2 separate regions of the Gossypium hirsutum genome follow, and region 1 is linked to region 2. A link is a contact called in public Hi-C data. All regions are on one chromosome and are shown on one strand. Each heading gives the region's core, a stretch centred on a gene start, on an enhancer-like site or on the middle of the called end of the contact. The rest is flanking DNA. Distances are from core to core; before and after follow the strand shown.

The links. Hi-C and Micro-C count contacts between places; a contact is called where the count stands out from the background.
Region 1: a Hi-C map of leaf shows a contact between it and region 2, with 2.6 times the contacts expected there. The contact joins the enhancer-like site here to the promoter of LOC107893942 in region 2. A contact is called at or near these places in 4 of 34 Hi-C or Micro-C datasets (hypocotyl and leaf).

What each region holds. Positions count from the first base shown.
Region 1 is chrA13:22,218,743-22,223,861 of Gossypium_hirsutum_v2.1, reverse strand. No RefSeq gene overlaps it. Among protein-coding and RNA genes, the nearest start is that of LOC107893671, 16 kb to the right of the region's middle. Within about 2 kb of position 2,246, at least 9 of the 9 cell types and tissues checked have an H3K27ac peak or open chromatin away from gene starts, as enhancers often do. A contact at or near this core is called in hypocotyl and leaf, where this site is marked.
Region 2 is chrA13:21,677,352-21,683,032 of Gossypium_hirsutum_v2.1, reverse strand. It overlaps LOC107893942 (transcription factor CSA), which reads left to right and starts at 2,891. Exons shown (of 3, transcript XM_016819098.2): 1 at 2,891-3,876; 2 at 3,982-4,473; 3 at 4,842-5,479. The coding sequence starts at 3,360. The coding sequence ends at 5,143.

The sequences.
Region 1 (5,119 bases), core at 997-3,496, 540 kb before region 2:
GCCATGAATTAAGCTATAGTGGCTAATGCTCTCCAATAATTTGGGAATTATATTTGGTTAAAATATATTCCAACTCCATGTATTCTTTGTATATTTGATATTTAATCATTTTACTTCTATTTTTAAGAATTTAGTCCTTTACTTTTTCGATTTTAAAATTTGGATTTAATTATTAACCTTTTTTATTAAATTTCCTAATGTGACATCTTAAAAAAAAGAATATTCACTTAGTAGTCACGTAACAAAAAATTAACATTATAATAAACCTAAATTTAACAGAATAATTTTAACGATATTAGTAATTAAACTTGTATTTTTTAATCTTAAAATAATGAAATTAAATTCCTTGAAATAAAAGTAAAATTTCATGTTTTAATCACTGCATTTCTATGATATAATTGTTTACCTTCTCATTGTTAGGGGTAAGCAAAACTCGATGGGTTTTGAAAAAATCATAAAAAATTTGAATTTTGAGTTAATCGAATTAAGTTATTCGATTTTTTCGAGTGAACTCAAATAAGTAATTTGAGTTTCAAGTTTGAATCGAGTTGAATTTTACAATTCGAATAACATATTGATATAAATACTCTTTTGGTCCCTGTCAAATTTAAAAATGAACAAATTAATCTCTCCCAATAAAAATTACAAAAAAAGAATTCAAATAATTTTCAAAATTCAAAATATTTATAAAAAATCCAAAATTTATAAAAAAAATTCTAAAGAATATGTAAAGAAAGTTAAAATTTAAAATTTAAAATTTTCTAAAATAATAATTTTGAGACATAAATAAGTTAATTAATGATTCAAATTTATCATACTAAAGTATATATATATATATTGCTTTAAAAAAGTTTTAAAATATATATGATTTAACGTATTTGTATCAATTAAAAGTTTTTTTTTTTTGGTAAGAATGCTGTCGTCTTCTGTGGTTGAAAGTGCAAACAAGATCAGAGAGGATATCCCTTTCCTTGATGATTCTAATACTAAGAAGGTCAGATTTAAGGAATCGGATGTGTCTTCTGATGATGTTATGGTGGTAGATCCACTACCAGAGCCTTCGTTGTCTTGGAAGGATATGTTAGTGGGGAAGGAAACTTTAGATCTAAATAACACGTCTGAGGACCAGTGCTCTGCAGATAGTTTCGCCCTTACAAAGCAGGATGTCAAGAAATATTGTATTGATGGAGTTCCCTCAATTGATTTCTCGGAGAGAGTCTATCAACTTCTGGAAAAGGAAATGTCAACCTCGGTGGTTCTTAAGATGCTGGGAAGGAACCTTGGAATTACGACCCTGCAAAATAGATTATATGGAATATGGAAGCCGGCTAAGCCTTTTCAATTAATGGATACAGAAAATGGCTACTATCTTGCAAAATTTGAGACTACTGCAGATTACAACAAAATTCTTTCTCAGGGACCGTGGGTTATTTTCGGTCATTATCTTACGGTCCAGCCTTAGACGATTGATTTCAATCCCAATTTGCCCTACCCAAATTAGGTCCTTACTTGGATTCGCTTTCCTGGGTTACCTAGTCATTTTTATAAAAAACAGATACTTATAGAGATAGGAGGCTTGATAGGGAAAGTCACCAAATTGGATACGAACACGGATAGTAGAGCAAGGGGTCGTTATGCTCGTATGGCAGTGCTTGTCAATCTGGGACGGCCGTTAGTCTCTAAAATCTTTATTAATGGTAACCCTCAGAGGATTGAGTATGAAAACTTACCTGTGGTATGTTTTAATTGTGGTTGTTATGGTCACACTAAAGAATCCTGTTCAATGATCACACAAAGATCAGGGGAAAATGAGAAGGGTGAGTCGTCGGGCCATGATTCGAGTACTAATGTGGTGGCCGGAGAAGAAGCTTACGGGCCTTGGATGCTGGTGGAGAGAAAGTCCAAGCGCGGCAATCTGGAGGTTTCTAAAAAAGGCAATAATTTGAAAGGAGAGAAAAATCTGGGATCACGGTTCCAATCTCTTGCAGATTTGGAGGAGGTGCCTTCGGTAGAAGAAATAATTAAGGAACCACAATCAAATCTGAAGAATAAAGGGAAAGCTCCCTTAAATGCTTCTCTAATTATGACACCAACGGGCAGGAAATCTGTTGCTAATGTTTCGAAGAGTGTCAATTCAGGTGTGTCGGTGGATAGTTCTTTTAAAGGGCAGGCACGTGCCCTCCAGCCCACTACCCGTTCTGTGTTTCAGACCACGAGTCAGCCTTCTATGGGCCAGGATCAACAAATGTCCAAGATGGTTTTGAATTTGTCCTCTTCGACCGATAAAGACCAGACGGATAGTAATGGTTGTGGTGGGTTACAGCAGGAGGCCCAAAATTCGAACATAGCTGCTACAGTTTCTGCCAAAGCTTTAAGTACTTCGGATATCCCCTCGATAATCAATGACGCTAACAATAGGACATTAAATCCAGTGAACCATATTGTGCATTTCAACCCTGCTTTCGAGGAGACCTCTTTTGTCAATGTGGACGTGAAGGAAGGTGTTTTGGATGCCAAAAATCACTCGGCAGCCGTGTTTTCTAATAGAAGTCCTACAGAGAATACGACTGAGCAATTGAGGGGCAGACATTCGACCGAAATTAATTTATCCAAAAAGGTTTTTAAGGGCCAGTATACTAAAGGGACTGGTTCCAAAAGAGGATGGAAGCTGAATAAAACTTTAAAAGGACCAGGGAGTTATTTTAAATATTCTGAGAATATTCGTGTTCCTTTTGCAGATTCTATGAAGAGAGCAGCGGAACTTATCGCTTCAGAAATTGATGGGAAATCAGTCATGGATTTAACAGAGAAGTCTGGCAAGGAAGTAGAGTTCCCTCATTCTGTTCATCAATAAGATAAGTTTGTCTTTCTTTTATCTTTTATTTTATTATGAATTTGTCTATTTTATCTTAGAATGTACAGGGATGTGCATCAGATAAGTTTTTACGAGCTTTTCGTGAGTACAATAATCAGCATAAGCCTAATATCATTAGTTTACTTGAGCCAAGAATTAGTGGAAACAAAGCTGACAAAATTATTACAAAGTTGGGCTAGGATAAGTCTCACCGTGTGGAAGCCGTAAGCTTCTCTGGAGGTATCTGGATTGGATGGAAAGATTCGATTGATTTAAAGGTGGTAGGTAACCACACTCAATTTATTTTGGCCCGTATCTATTCTATATTAATTCCTAAGCCGATTTTGGTTGCTTTCGTTTATGGGAGCCCTGATAAAATGCGAAGGAAGGTCTTGTGGAATGATCTTAGCTGCTCAATTCCCATTGGAAAGGATCATTGGATGGCAATTGGAGATTTTAATGCCATTCTCTCTTCCGATGATAAGAAAAGAGGTCATATCAAAGGTCGCAGGTGTCAGTTATTTGGAAATTTTATGGATAGAGCTCAGCTGCATGATTTGGGTTTCCAAGGTCCTTCGTTCACTTAGCATCGGGGTAATCTTTCTGAGAGATTGGACAGGGCTGTGGGCAATGACTCTTGGATGGAATTATTTCCCAATTGTTCGGTGTCCCATCTGCCTCGAATTAAGTCAGATCACCGCCCCCTTCTATTTAACCTTTTTAAAAACGATAGACTTGGTGTTAATCGTCCCTTCCGTTTTTTAGCTGGTTGCCTTCACCACCAAAATTTCTCTGAGTTTGTTAAGGAAAATTGGTGTTTTGATGGTAACATGACTAGTGCAATTGTACGTTTAACGGATAAGCTTAAAAACTGGAACAAATGTGTTTATGGCCATATTAATCAGAGGAAGAGGCAGTTAATGCATCAGCTCTCTAAGACTCAATTTGCTTTGGACCTTTCTTGTTTGAAATCTATTTTTCATCAGGAAATTTTGATTCGCGAGGAGTTGGAAAATGTTCTTCATCATGAGGAAATGTTATGGAAGCAAAAATCCAGATGTGAGTGGCTGAAATTGGGTGACCGTAACACAAGTTATTTTCATAGGCGCACTGTTCAGAGGAGGAATTTTAATAAAATCACTGCTTTACGTGATACCAATGGAGATTGGAATTTTGATCCTGAGACACTCAAAACTGAAGCGGCTCAGTTTTTCCAAAAGCTTTACGGGGAAAATCCAAGATCACTAGGTACTATTCCTCCCAGCGCTTTTCCTAGTCTTAGCACTGAAGACGCTGATTTTCTCAATAGAAATGTTATGAATGAGGAAATAAGAATTGCACTTTTCGATATGGCACCATTGAAAGCCCAAGGTAGCGATGGTTTTCAGGCTGCTTTCTTCCAAAATCAATGGGATAATATTGGAGATGCCATCTGTGAGTGGGTCAAGAATATTTTCGAAGGGGGAGACATCGAACCAGAGTTTAATAACACTCTTATTGTGTTAATTCCCAAAGTAAAAAGTCCAGAAACTTTTTCTCACTTCCGACCCATCAGCCTTTGCTCAGTGTTGTATAAATTAGTAATGAAAGACATTGCTAATAAGTTTAAGTCTATTTTTCCAAAGATTATCGGGCAAGAACAAGCAGGCTTCATTGTAGGAAGAAGCATTATTGACAACATCATTATTGCTCAGGAAGTTTTACATTCTATGCGGTCTAAAAAGAGACTTCAATGGATGGCTGTCAAGATTGATTTGGAAAAGGCTTACGATAAAGTCAGATGGGATTTTGTCGAAGCCTCTCTCAATGCAGCAGGTATTCCTTGTCATTTAGTGAAAGTTATTATGAATGCTATATCTTCATCCTCTTTGCAGGTACTTTGGAATAGTGAGCCAACTCAAAAGTTTAAGCCAGTGAGAGGTATCCGGCAAGGTTGTCCACTGTCACCCTATCTCTTTGTTCTCTGTATGGAATGGTTGGGGCATAGATTTCACCAGAGCATTTTGGCAAAGGAGTGGAGCCCCGTTCGACTATCGCGCATAGGTCCAAATTTATCGCATCTTTTCTTTGCAGATGACCTGGTGATTTTTAGCCAAGCTGATTTAGTTCATAGTGGCCTTCTGAAGGATTTTCTGAACAACTTTTGTGAGCTTTCTGGTCATAAGGTTAATGCTAGGAAGACGAACGTGTTTTTTTCGACGGGGGTTGATGAACCTTTAAGGGCAGCTATAAATGATACCCTTGGGTTTCAAGAAGTTAAGGATT
Region 2 (5,681 bases), core at 1,642-4,141:
GGGCTTAAAATTGAAGCTAAAACCTTGAAAATCCTTAAAGGTGTTCTCCTCTTTTGATAAATCTTCTCTCCATCGACCAATTTCATATTTATACATAGATTAAGTTTTTAATCTGTTAATTAGTTATGTTTTAATTTTAATTAACCTTAATTTATTTAATTAATCCACCATTATCATTACCATCCACTAAATTTTATTTATACATGGTCTAATTGCTATTTTGGACCTTTGGTTAATTGCAATTTAAGTCCCCAAGTCAATTCCTAATTAAAAATCTATAGCAATTAAACTTTACAATATAGTCTTTGGGCACTAATTAATTACAATTACGGGTAAATTAACTATCCAAATTTTAAATCATCTATACAATAATTCCGTTAACATCTTTATTTAATATTTAGGAACTCAATTTACAAAATAAGATCCCGAAACCGAAATTTTCAACACCACTGGAAATCGGGTCATTACAATACCATTAGATATATATTAATGTAAATTGTTTGATTGTGTTTGATGTCACGAATTAAGTAATACAATCTCAAAAAAGAGTTTTAACTACATCAAATTTATATACAAAGGAGATTTATATCATTTAAAATATAAAAATATATATATATATATAATTGTGTAAAAAGCCTCCCACTCTTTTTTAAAAATGACTCCCCTTCATAAACTACGAATCTCTTTAAAAAATTACAATTTTTTTAACAATATTACTTTCTTAAAAAATTAATTATATAAATATCAAGAAATTATGACTATCTTAACACAACTATGGGCTTATCTTTAAAAAACTAATCAAAATATATAAATTTTTATTCAAACAAATAGAACTTCTCACCCAAAGAGTGGGTACCAATATATTCAGTTTAACATTATTTCACAACTTTTTCACTTAACTTATTGTAAAAAAAGAAGAAGAAAAAAAACAGTTAACCATTTCACGTAAAAGGTTTGACTTTTATTTATTATATTTTATATTAAATACTTTTTACATTTATTTGTTATTTAATTAAAAGATAATTGCACGTTTTCTAAAATTTTGTATATACTTTTTTCAAATGTTAACATTTAATTTCAAACATAAATTGTTTTGGATCTAAAAGATGAGGTTATAAAAAAAAAACAAATATTTTGGACAAAATAAATAGCCGTACGGATGATTCACTGAGTTAAATAAATTAATTCAATAAATATGACAAAAATAAAATCAACTGTTTTTACCGGGTCCCAATGTGATGATGACATCAAGACAACCCTGTAATCTTATGGCAGAAGTAAAAGATAAAAAGAAAACCCACCATTAATAATTACTGCAGTGAGTCTCCAGGGAAAAACCACTAATATGCCTCCCTCATTGGTTTTGGGACCCCCATGGGAAGTAACCATGAAATAATAAGACTAACAATTTTAACCGACCTAATTACAACTAAACAGCAATAATGGAGGGTCTAACCCCTCCTCTCCTACACCTTTTGCTAATTATATATTTTTAGGGTTTTAGACGCTTTGTTTTCTCAAGTAAAGTAAGCTTTCAAAGCTTTCTTTGACCAACTCATCACATCAGCATCAGAGATAGTACATTCCTGTTAGCGTCAGTGATCACAATAAATGAAAGGTCTGTCATTAGGTTTCCAGTTAGTGAAAACTGAGAAAAAAAGTAAAAAGGAACAAAATAAAAATACAATATTAGGTCCATTCTTTTATCCAAGCATATCTTTTCACATTTTTTGTGGGTAAAAGTTAAGGACATTCCTTACATGGAAATATACTTGTGCTTTTAACTGGTTTAATTGAGGTTTTTTGTTTCTGAATATGCCAAATTTTGTTTACTATTTGAGAAGTTACTTCATTCATTGATCTGACTCATCATCATCCTCTTTGAAGCAATCAGAAACTATCAAAGAAAAGCTTTGTTTCCTATTTATAGGCTCTCATTAGAGTCACCCTTAGAGCCATTAATGGTAAAAAAACTGTGTAAAGTAACTGGGAACTGGACATTCTGTAACTTCGTGGTAAAAACTAAAAAAGAGGCCAATCTCTCAATAGGCCATTGACTCATGACAGAAGCACTAGGCAGCACAACCTCCTTAAACAATTTTCTCAAATGCCCTATGGAATGCACTGTTTAATTGTCAATTAACTTGAAAGAAAAAAGATGTACAAACTTGGCACATTGATGATTATCTAATTTTCTGATGCATCCCATTACTGACATATTGTGCATGTATCTACATACATACATCAGGGATGGCAGAAAAAAAAGGTAGTAATGTATTATTTGTGGGTTTTAGTGATCTTAGAGAAAGGTAGCCGCTTGAATCTACCTTACACGTTACATCTCTTCTGTTTTTTACTGTTCAGTCTTGTAAAAGTGTAACAAAACAGTGAAACAAATATATTTTTTTTTTACACATGACAAGGTGATGGAGCAGATATATTTTGGGCAGAAAACTATGACCACCATATTAAATTAGTGATTAATTACGATGGCAAAAAGATCAAGGGAAAAGAATAAATACCCTTTTTATATTTGTGTCTAAACTAATTAGTAGAATCTTTGTTTCTAATAATGGAGATAAGAGAGATAAGCCTAGATGAAAGAGACAAGGATAAGCCATTTTGTACTGTTAGTTGGGAAGGAAGGGACATGATGAATACGGTAAATTCTTGGTTCGGTGGTTTTTTTTTTTGGGGGGGGGGTGGGTGTTAGTTTTTGGGTCAACTTCAGGTGGTTAACTGAACCCTAGGTTAAACCTAATCCTCAAGTTAAAAATAAAATAAAAAAAAGTTGTATGGGGACTGATATTTGATGGAGATGGAAAGGGCTAGGTTTATTTACTAGTGTGTTGATAGGGGCCTGTTTTGTCAAGCTCTCAAAATTTCTGCCTTGAAAAGAAAGGTGTCTAAGACCTGCACCACCCCAAGCTTACACACATCATATTATGAGTCTTTCTTGTCATTATAGAGAGGGACAGCCTAAGAACCCTCATGCCCATCAGTGAGAGAGAAAAAGGGCGCTTACACACGTGTGAATGATGTTGGTGACATTAAAAATTTAATAGTAGGAACTAGCTGAACTACTTCAATCACTGTTTTTAGTCCATTCCTTTGTAGGTTTTCTCCCTTATACACATATCCCTAGCTGTTTTTGCTGTTTCAAGTTTTAATCCTTTTCTTTTTCTCCCAGCTGCTGCATAACTTCACTTTTCCAGTCCTTCACTGTTTGTCAAACTTTGTTTTTGAAATCATCTGTGCATGAACATGACTTTCTAACAATTGTATAACAGCATTTGTCAGAAGAGGAAATGAAGCATGGTTAACAAGTGTGTTATATATATGCACCAGCACCATTCAACATGAATACGCCAGGCTATTACTTAACCACTATTCCCTCTTCTTCTTCATCTTCTCTTGGTTCTTCAATGGGGATGGTTTACCCAGACATGGGTTCCCTTTCTCTCGGTCAAAACTATGGTATTCTAGGCTCAAGTGTTTCTTCCACGCAGGACAGTTATGGTTGTAAGGTCCCAGAGATGGAAAATGAAAGAGCTTCTTGGGGTTTTCATTTCATGGGGAACTGCAAAACAAGGAGCTTTGAGGAAAACCATAGCTCTGATGTTGTGGAAGGTCAAAGCTCAGATTGCAGTGATGGGTTTGGAGATGATAGTAGGACCATTAATCTCAATGCCATCTTAAATGAAGAGAACCCCAATGATAATACCGTAAGTGGCAAGGAAACAGATAGTGGTCAGTCAAAGCTTTGTGCAAGAGGCCACTGGAGGCCTGCGGAAGATACTAAGCTCAAGGAACTTGTAGCTCTTTATGGCCCTCAAAACTGGAACCTTATAGCAGAGAAGTTGGAAGGAAGATCTGGTAAGTTAATCGTCAAGAAATGGCAAAAGCAGTGTTATTTTATTCTTTAGTTCACTAAGAAGGCTTCTCCCACTTATTATGACTTTTGTTTGATTGTGCTTGAAGGTAAGAGCTGCAGGCTAAGATGGTTTAATCAATTGGACCCTAGGATCAATAGAAGAGCATTTACTGAAGAAGAAGAAGAGAGGCTAATGCAAGCTCATAGACTTTATGGTAACAAGTGGGCAATGATAGCTAGGCTGTTCCCTGGAAGGACTGATAATGCTGTCAAGAACCATTGGCATGTGATTATGGCAAGGAAGTATAGAGAACAATCGACTGCCTATAGGAGGAGGAAACTGAGCCAATCTGTTTATAGAAAAATGGAAGAAACTCCAAATTTTGTCTGCAGAGATGCAGCCACAAAAGCTGAACCACCGCCATACTGTCTCAACATCCCCAATAGAAGACTTGGCACTATCTCCCATTACCAGTTTGGAACCTTCAATGGTGCTAATGCTGGGGGTAACGTTGGCTCTAATGTTTCACCCCACTCAAGCAGCGAGGTCCCTCGCACAGGGTTCATTACACAACAGCCACCTTTTGATTTCATCCCTGGTGGGTCTCTTTGTAAACTCCCTATATACTCCTTTTTACCTCCAAAGCTTATTTTCAATGTTCATTATGCAGTTCTTTTGTGTGTTTGGGTTTTTGTGCTGTTTCCTCATTGGTTTCCTTTTTGGAAACCTACCTCGAATTTCATACTTGAGAAACACTTCGATGATTTTTGTGTTTTAATTATTCATTTGCTTTATAGACATTGACTGATGTAACCGTTTTCCTTTACCTTTTTCCTGCTTTAAAGTTTAACCCAAACCAATCCACTCCTCTACATGTTTTTTGACACTACATTCACGTTTAGTCATTGTTAATTTGCTAGTTTCTCTACATTGTAACTGGTGGTGTTTTTAAAACATTTGGAACAGGTGTTAAGAGCAATGACATGATGGGTATTTTCAGCCAGACCAGATCTTGGGATAGGCCCATTGATGAACCCCAAATCTCTGGTTTCTATCCCCACCAGCATCACCATCCATCATACATAATGGCAATGCAACAGTCAGAGTTCCTCAGCTCCCAAGGTCTCACAGATTCCGCAGCACCAACAGCTCAAATATCAGGCAGTGAACCTTCATCATCAGTGCCAGGTACCAAAGCAGCAACCAGCAGCCACTATGAGACAGTTCCACCCCCATTCATTGACTTTCTTGGAGTAGGAGCCATATGAAGTTTTAGAAAAAAAAAAGGCCCTGAAAAAGGTTTCCACCTTAATGTGGAAGTGCTCCAAGATAACTGAGAGGGCCATTTAGAGGTAAAGAGAAAGGTGACAGTCCATAGATCTCTGCATCAGTCTGTTCCATGTCCCCTTTCTCTACCGAGTCCCCACCCTTTCCATAAGTTGAAACAAAATAATAAAATTATAATTATATGCATGCAGCCTTCTCTACTGTTTTTCCCTTCTCTTTGTTTCTAAAACTATTAAACACTCCCAACTCTCCTCCATTGTCTATTGGTTTTGAACCACAGTTATGATCATAAAGGGTGCTGAAATGGACTTTCAAAATCAGGTTTTCATATTATATGATATGATTTTTGCATAGTGGTAAAATGGGAATCATGTTTTTCATTAACTGCATCAATTCAGTGGTAATTCCATCCTTGTATTAAGGTTTGCCTTAGTGGATAAAATCATTAAAGAAGTGTGAGATAAATGCTTTATGATATGGAGGAACATACCGGAGGCATGAATATATGATGGTGAAACA